3 separate regions of the Mus musculus genome follow, and regions 2 and 3 are each linked to region 1. The links are chromatin contacts, called in public ChIA-PET and Hi-C maps. All regions are on one chromosome and are shown on one strand. Each heading gives the region's core, a stretch centred on a gene start, on an enhancer-like site or on the middle of the called end of the contact. The rest is flanking DNA. Distances are from core to core; before and after follow the strand shown. Region 1 has its middle 3.0 kb from the start of Gm51462. Region 2 overlaps Mef2a (myocyte enhancer factor 2A). Region 3 holds the start of Lysmd4 (LysM, putative peptidoglycan-binding, domain containing 4).

What was found. A called contact is a pair of places that touch in the nucleus more often than the background predicts. ChIA-PET counts read pairs in DNA pulled down with a chosen protein or histone mark.
Region 2: a Hi-C map of the N1E-115 cell line shows a contact between it and region 1, with 3 times the contacts expected there. The contact joins two enhancer-like sites. A contact is called at or near these places in 1 of 15 datasets of contacts at CTCF or cohesin (pro-B cells), 10 of 484 Hi-C or Micro-C datasets (the Ba/F3 cell line, the HPC-5 cell line, the HPC-7 cell line and 7 more) and 4 of 115 datasets of contacts at active chromatin or transcription factors (CD8 T cells, bone marrow-derived dendritic cells, heart atrium and 1 more).
Region 3: an RNA polymerase II ChIA-PET map of effector CD8 T cells shows a contact between it and region 1, with 56 read pairs. The contact joins the promoter of Lysmd4 here to the enhancer-like site in region 1. A contact is called at or near these places in 5 of 39 promoter capture datasets (embryonic stem cells, hematopoietic stem and progenitor cells, hippocampal neurons and 2 more), 2 of 484 Hi-C or Micro-C datasets (the HPC-5 cell line and natural killer cells), 4 of 115 datasets of contacts at active chromatin or transcription factors (effector CD8 T cells, heart atrium, kidney and 1 more) and 3 of 9 other capture datasets (adipose tissue, liver and pancreatic islet).

The regions. Positions count from the first base shown.
Region 1 is chr7:67,420,764-67,423,463 of GRCm38.p6, forward strand. No RefSeq gene overlaps it. Among named protein-coding and RNA genes, the nearest start is that of Gm51462, 3.0 kb to the left of the region's middle. Within about 2 kb of position 1,283, at least 35 of the 459 cell types and tissues checked have an H3K27ac peak or open chromatin away from gene starts, as enhancers often do. A contact at or near this core is called in the N1E-115 cell line, bone marrow-derived macrophages, effector CD8 T cells and 3 more, where this site is marked.
Region 2 is chr7:67,242,717-67,245,416 of GRCm38.p6, forward strand. All of the region lies in intron 8 of Mef2a (myocyte enhancer factor 2A), which reads right to left. Among named protein-coding and RNA genes, the nearest start is that of Lysmd4, 22 kb to the left of the region's middle. Within about 2 kb of position 1,360, at least 83 of the 459 cell types and tissues checked have an H3K27ac peak or open chromatin away from gene starts, as enhancers often do. A contact at or near this core is called in the N1E-115 cell line, bone marrow-derived macrophages and heart atrium, where this site is marked.
Region 3 is chr7:67,221,251-67,223,950 of GRCm38.p6, forward strand. Lysmd4 (LysM, putative peptidoglycan-binding, domain containing 4) reads left to right here and starts at 1,294. Exons shown (of 3, transcript NM_175215.4): 1 at 1,294-1,379; 2 at 2,359-2,641. The coding sequence starts at 2,369. It overlaps 1700112J16Rik (RIKEN cDNA 1700112J16 gene), which reads right to left and starts at 1,208. Exons shown (of 3, transcript NR_131044.1): 1 at 994-1,208.

The DNA.
Region 1 (2,700 bases), core at 33-2,532:
TTGGCATCAGAATCTCAAAGGGTAGTTACTGTTTCATGAAGCATATTAAATATACATAATTTGTTTGGCTTTGAATCATAGTATTTAATTCCATTAGAAATTTCAAATAATATTAAGCAAGGATGCAAAATAGTTGCTTTTTTTTTTTAATGTGGATGGATTAAAGATGTTGAGACACAGCATTTAAGGGAAAAATTCTCCAACTCCTTTGTCAGCAGGAGAATCCTTTCCAATTTGGACAGTTTGTCTTGCTCTCTTCAGGTGTCTCTGGGACGCATGGAAGAAACTGAGCGGAGTGTCCAGGCCCATTCAGAGAGAGACAGGAAGGGGGTGGGGGGAGGAGGAGAAAGGGAGAGAGAGGTCAGAGTTCCTGTACTGAGGCTCTGCCATGTATCAGGTGCATTGTGTGACCCCATTACATCTTTTCTGGCAGCTCAGAGAAGGGCAACCACGTGGGCTATTTGTCACAGGTGCACAAGTCTTAAGATGAGTGTTTTGGCAACTTGCTTAGTCTCTCAGTCTGCCACGTGGCTAACAGTGACTCTTGTCTGCACCAGTGTGGAGAGGGTTGAGGAGACAGTGTCTGCAAGCTGAGAGCGAGGAAGACACTGCTCTCCTTTCTGAAACCCTGTGTTAGGATACAGGAGCAGTCTTTAAACCCAGCATCTGCTAGGGTTTGGTCCTGATGGAGCTTTAAAAACAGCCAGCCTATTTCCACTTCCTGCTTAAGGCTGCAGAAAATGGTGGGGGTGAGCCGAGGACTGAGTGGCCACAGGCAACTCACGATGGCCAGAGCCACTTCACCCTCCCCATGAAATGGAGGTGAGAACATGAACCTGCCGGGGTTTTGCTGAGGGACAGGGGAACAACCACTCCAGGTTTCTGACATAGTGCCTAACGGGCACTGGAGATGTGCGGGATCCGTGTAGCTAGTGTTACAAAGGGAGCCGAAACAGCTGCCAACTTATTTTTATTTATTTATTTATTTATTTTTACCCTGAGCTTGTAGGCCTCGCTTTGCTCAGCTTACTGGATGGCAGCCAAGCTAAATTAACACTCTTATCTTCTGGCCCCTGCAGCTGGCAGCCTCTCTGCAGGTCCTTCCAACATTCTCTTTAGGCTCAGCCATGAGTTGCCGGGAAGCCATCCCAAGCCATCCAAGCCTGCTTCTGCCCTGCACTCCTTCATCTACACACAGGCAAGACTTCCTGGGCTCTGCTCTAGGGCCAAATGAGGTCATGCTTTTACACAGGAAAAGGAAGGTCACTGGGGTGGCCTAGCCCCTGACATAGTGGAAACCCGGCACAGATCATCAAGACGTTACCGGGTTTTGTCAGTGTGAACTCAGCTAGGTGCTTTATGTTGTTAGGCAATCTAAGTCATGCCAGGGGATTCTGCCCCAGGGTTTTCTTAGACAACTTTCTGAAATTCTAAAGGTTCCGACAACCTCCTAAGAACGAGATTAAAATGCCAGTTCTACCCGAGGAGCCCTGGAATGAGGCAGAGACCCAAAAGTTCTACTAAGGTTGTAGGTGACACTCCTCAGCGAGCTGCCAACCTCTCTCTTACCACGGAGCTGGGCTCTGAGACACCATCTCTCATGCATTAATCATGGCTCTTGTCACATGTCATGTTGTTGTTGTTGTTGTACTGTCTTGTTTTATTGAGACAGGATCTCACATAGCTCACGTGGGCCTTGAACACACTATATGGCCCAGGCTAGCTTCTAACACAAGATCCTCCTATCTTCAGCCTTCCAAATGCTGAGATGACAAGAATATAACAGCATGTCCCACTTGTGTGAGTGCAGGCGCGTACACACACACACACATACACACACACACACACACGTGCATGCAGGTGCTAGTAGATGTGTGTAGAGGCCATAGGTTGATATAGGTGTCTTCCTCTACCATGCCTCTCCTTGTTTTTGTTGTTGTTGTTTGTTTGTTTTGTTTTTTTTTTTGTTTTTGTTTTGACAGTCTCTTGCTGAACTTGCTGCGCCCTGATTGGCTGGATAGACTGACCAGTAAGCTGTGGAGATCTACCTGTCTCCAACCATAGTCCTGCCCCAACCCTCCCTAACACCTTGATTCTGGCTGCCCAGTGCTGGGATTACAGGTGTTCCCAGCCACATCTGGTTTCTTTTATATGGGTCCTGAAGATTCAAACTCAGTCCCCATGCCTGTCCGGCAAAGCACTTTGTCCACAGAGCCAGCCCTATAGTTCCTTGTTTAGCTTTCACTTACCTTAAAGTTTACTTTCCAAAAATGTGTATAATTTCCTTCCAAATGACCTGCCTTTAACTCAGATGTGTGTATATTGCCATGAAATCACAATGGTAATGGGTGCTTTCTGTTTTATTGCACCTTAAGCATTTAAATGGAAAACATAGATTGTGATCATCCTTGTCTAGCACTCCTGTGGTATCCTCTTAGGCTGAGATATATCACCTGCGAGGGGCTTGGGGGAACTCCGTAGCCTGGACCACCCCCACCTTGTTTTTTAAACTCTGTAACTTCAGCAGCTGCTTTAGCCCCATGAGTGCCTGAGATCATGAGAAAGGACGGGATGGTTTTGGACACTGTGTTAATTTCAGCAAAGAGCACCTTCTCTCACCCAGCAGGCTGCTCAGGAACTGAATATCTCATCCCAGGCCAGAACACCAAAGGACTCGCCTTCAAAGCTATATCCAAATGA
Region 2 (2,700 bases), core at 110-2,609, 180 kb before region 1:
AAGAGACAGCTATATTAGGGTCATGTCAGCAAAATCTTGCTGGCATATGCAATAGTGTCTGCATTTGGTGGCTGATTATGGTATGGATGCCCCGGGTGGGGCAGTCGCAGTCTCTGGATGCTCCTTCCTTCCTTCCGTCTCAGCTCCAAACTTTGTCTCTGTAACTCCTTCCATGGGTGTTTATGAAGTTGTAAAGAGTGTGATTGACTACACTTTTTAGCGATCTTTCTTATCTTCATGATTTCTACATTTCAACACACTCAGAAACTATCTCTGAGATTCTGCAGTTAAGTGTCATTTTAAGGAAGGCAAAGTCACACAGTGTCACACATTGGTATGACAGGTGGAGAAACAGTTCAGGCTCAGCACTGAGTCAACAATTTCAATGAGTTTTTGAGGGAGAGACTTAATCTGGTCTCAAATAAAACTAGGTAAAAATAGTGTTCAGATGGTTCTGTGTAGGCTATCCCTACTCTGGGCTTTTTAGAGTTGCATCTTCATGGCAACTTCTTGGTATGACTTCAAAGACTGTAGAAATAATGACCCTCCATACTTGGTCTGCCCACCAGCTAGATCCCTGCAAGCAGTGTGTTCCGTGAGTAAGTGACTTTCAGAACCACTAGAGGGCAACACAGTGATAGATAATTAAAGCATTTAGGACAATAATTTAAGGGTAAAGAGCAGGGTCTAGTAAAAGATGAATTATTTCAGTTTGAACCATAATGCAACCATTAGTGGCATCCTTAACTCAAGAATTTCCCCCCAAAGATATTCATTGTATAATCTAGCATCACATTTATAGCTAATCAGTGAGTATATTTCATATACCAATCCAAAAATGAGCAAGCACAGAACAAATAAAAGATCATCTCTTATTTTAAGGATAAAGAACAAAGAAACTTATTTGAAAAGAAACTGTTAAAAACACACCAGCATGCATAAACATGTCATCATAAGGAAATGAAAATAGTGGGTGCCTTTACACCCCATGCTCACATGCACTCCTAACCCCTGCCCATGCTAACACTGGAACACTCACAAGTTTTTATTCCCTTTAAATCGGAGTCATCTAATTAGACTTGGAATGCATATGATGACATCTGTTGAGTTTGGGTTTTAGTTCCCAACATAGAGGTAAGTTATTTTTAGTCAAGTTTTTTTTCCACAGGAAAAAAACAACATAAAATATGTTTTGGATAAACAGGTAAGAGCTGCTTTTAAAGACTCAAACATTCCTCGTAAGAAGCAAATGTGTGTGTGTTCAATCACAGCCACTTCTTTTTGTAAACAGGGAACCCCCTTGTGGTTCCGACTGCCTCATGCAGGATGAGATAATCAACTCTGAAAAAGGTGACCTCACCAAAAATGATGTAATCTTTTTGAAAGAAAGAAACATAACACAAGATTCTGTGTTACGATCTCAGGGACTCTGAGGGTGAAGTCATTTTCTAAAAACACTTTAATAATTTCGAAAGCCACATAAGGTATTTTGTGTACTTCCTTAGCAAAAAAAGCTTAAGTATCTTGTGTTCATGGATAGCTATTGTTTTTACAAGTTACTTCAATATGTCTTCTCCTTTACCCATCAAATAAAAGGGACCAATATATACAGCAATAAACATAAACATAACTAGGATCAGTAGTGCCAGTAGGTGGATTTCTTGATTAAAAAATGTTTGGATAGTGGAAAACAAATAGAAAAATATCTTTGTAACAAAGGAACAAAGGTTAAATAAGAACATTTAAAATAATTAGTACTATTTATATATTTTTCAACTCTGTTCAAGCAGGAAACCACACTCACCAACTCCAATTCCTCTTCCTCCGACTGTACTCAGCACATAAGAGGGATAAGAGAGTTAACTAAGACTGTTGGAACTTGCAACAAGATCTTTCTTTAGAAAAACATGGCATTTGGATTCTAGTAGCTGTTTGCAACTTTACAGAGGTTCTATACATATCAAACGATGCATATAGTACTTGCCTCTACATTATAGTTGCTTTTTCAAAATAAAGGAAAATTCTTTTAAATTCTCTAGCCAATGATTTAAAGCCCCATCCTGTCCCTTAATCCCACCTCCTCTTACATGGGTCTCTCCTACACACAGCATTGCTTCTGAGACACTTCCAAGTTTAACACTGTGCACATATACATTTAATCCCTGCATAGCTACCCCATCTGGCCAGACAGTTTGTATACATGCCTGTCTACTACCAGACTCTATTGTTAGAAAACTGCTGTGTGTTTTATTTTCCCAGTGGCCAACACATTATAAGACACAGTAAGTGTTTACTAATAAATGCTATAGTTTTGAGTAATAATATATGTTTACCATTTGCAAATAACAGTGTTCCCATGAATAAAACTATCTTAGTGGGGTAAAGCCTTGCATATGACAAAGAAGAGACTGGAAGGGAACTGTTAAACTTTAAAAACAGTAAAAATGAATAAGACAGGTTTTCTCCTTTTAAGTGGTTATGAAATACTTCTATGCTAGAAACAGTCTGCTCATTGATATTTCCTATTTCACTTGAGTAAGTCAAGTTTCTTCCAATTTGTGAAGTGTCCTAAGCCTCACTGGTTTCTCTGCAAATGAATAAACTGATCATTTACTCAACAAAACAAGCACTCAGCGTACAAGTAGGCAAATATAGTTCAGCTGCTCACTTAAACATATCATTTTGTTATCTCCAATTTAC
Region 3 (2,700 bases), core at 44-2,543, 200 kb before region 1:
GTGAGCTTTTAAGGTGGAGCCTTAAAGAGGGGACTGGGTCAGTGCCCTTGTGAAGGGCTTGGCTTAGACTCTTTAAAAGAAATAAAAAATTAAAAGACAAAACTTTCGACATTCCATGGCAGTTCTGCTTAGCCCTGGAGTTCAGAGCCATATTCAGAAAGCTAAATAGTTGGCCCCTGCTACCTTGCATCCTCTATCCCAGGAGAAGGCTGGACTTGGGAGGGGACAACATGTTTGACAAGGGTTGAAGGATATCCGAGTGGATACCTCTGGTGATGGGGTGGGTCTCCACTAACTTGGGATCAGATCAGTGGACCTGTTCATGTGGCTGGGCACCTGGCCCACTCTGATAGGTGGGACATAGCGTTCATACTTCTCAGGCAGCCTCATCCAAGCCTGTAAACTGTCACAAACCACAAATACCTCAGTGGGAAACACATGTGCTGGGTATATTAGCGAGGCTCACCTCCTGGGTTGGGGGGCAAAGTAAACAAATGTTTAAACAGATGTTTAAAGCCAGAAAGAAGAGTCCTGTGGCTAGCAGAGAGGGCCATGACCTGGTGCTTTCCTGGCCTTAGACATTTAGAGTAAGACTTTTAGTTTTATTCTAAATCATAGGAAGAATTTCTGGGCTCTTGTTTCAATGTTGATTCCCAGACAGGCTTAGCACCTTGGTTCAGCGGCCAGCCATCTGCATTCTTTGGTGTAATGCCTGCCCACGACACTTAGTTTCTTCCTTATTCATTGGATGAGTCTTACTCCATTAAGGATTTTAATCTTGGTTACAAAACAATGCCACAGGTTCTCCGCCCTTTTCCAAATAGCAGGGACGCTCTGGCTGGCCAGATGATACATATTCTCCTTTATCCAATTCTGGTCTGTGTTGTCAGGGCAACATTTCACATCCCTGGACTTCTGTTTATCTCTGGGCAGGGGCTGGCAACCATTCGGCCCCTCAAAGGATACTGGGTCGAAGATTCAGGTTGAGGCTACCTGGGTCAGGCCTCTCGAGTGGCGCACCGCCGTACTGGGTACGCTCCTGGCCACGGATCAGGACGCACATGGGTCAAAGGTCTCTCCTGCCGGGAAGAAGACCGAGGCTTAGCAGAAAGCTGTGGCCACCGAGGAGGCCAAGATACCTGGCTCAGAAGGGGAAACCGGGAACAGCTGGGATAAATGACATAGGAGCACAAGTCCAGGGTCCACGCTGGAGCCCCGCCCATCAGGGCCCGCCCTCATTCTGACCTCTCAGCACCTCCCGGCTCTGCCAGGGCCCGCCCTCCTCTGAAGTCATTGGTTGGCTCTTAGTCCCCGCCCCCGGAAGACCTGCTTTTTGCAGCCAATCGGCGGGCGCGGTGGCGGTGAAGCCTGGGAGCGAGGTACCCGAACCTGGAGCAGGGTCTGCTGGGTTGACTTGGGGGGCCAGGGCTTCTGGCCCTGTCACTGTGGGCTCAGTGGAGGGCTGCCAATCCAGGGCCAGTGCCTGTGTCCACAGAGGGCTGGTGCCGGCTTGCGGGAGTGGCAGGATGTGTATTCTTTGGAAAGTTGGGGCCGGGCCTGTTTAGGCCCAGGGGCGGGGACGTCTGAAATTTGTTTTGTCTCCTGCTTAATGACAGCCCACCTGTCATTGGAGGGAAACTGAGGCCTCTTTTGGCCGCCCCGGGTGCCAGGGGCTCAGAATTTGAGACCAGAGGGAGATACCTGAGGTTGGCTGTTCCCTTAAAGGGCCATGCAGAAGGGACCGCCAGGAATGCCTGGAGTCTCATTCCAGCCATTTGGAAGGGAAAGGTTGGTTGTGGCTCTGGCGTTTGACTCCAGGTGGCAATAAGGGGACCGTGGGGGTGAAATGAGTCCAGAATGACTGTGAGAAACGGACAAATTGAAATTTGATAGGTTTTTCCATTGCTCATCAATTAGGTCACGTCAGCCAGGGTCAAAATAAGAGAACTATGGTTGTTCCCAGCTTCTGTCCTTTCCCCTGAAGACACCTTGGGATGCCTAATGAGGTTTTTGTCCAAAGATTCTAAGTGTAAGATTCTCAGTGTCAGAGAGCTGAGAACAGTTGTCACCTCACACAGTGCTGAGACACAGTGGTTTCTTCTGTGGGCTAGGGGAAGCACAGCTGGGGGTGGGGAAGAAGGGTGGGGAATCTTTTTTGCACACAGTAAGCACTTAGGGAAAGTATGATCTTATTCTGTGTCAGTATCAGGTGGACAGGTGTGAGGATGTCCTTCTGTCCTGATGCTGTTTGTTTGATATTGGCAATATTAGGAAGTTACTAACGAGACAGTCCTCTTTAGGAAGCCAGAGGAAAATGAATAGCATTTGTGTGGAATTAACTCCAGGTCTGATTTTCAGTTAAGAGAAAATGAGGCAGAAGGAAGTGTTAGCCAAGAGCTTCCAAGGTCCAGCTGCTGTCTGCAGGACTCCAAACAGCCACGTTTACATGTTCAACAATGGCAGCGGGGACTCTGGGGACTCCTCTGAGGAAGAGTCACATCAGGTGGTGTTACGACCCCGGGGCAAGGAGCACCAGAAGAACAGCAGCCAACGGCCAGGAGCAGGCACCATGGTTCTGCTGCAGCGGGAGCTGGCTCAGGAAGACAGCCTCAACAAGCTGGCTCTCCAGTATGGCTGCAAAGTAAGCTGACCTCAGTCCCTCTGCCCTCCAGGGTTGAGAGAGGCACGGGGGGGGGGGAG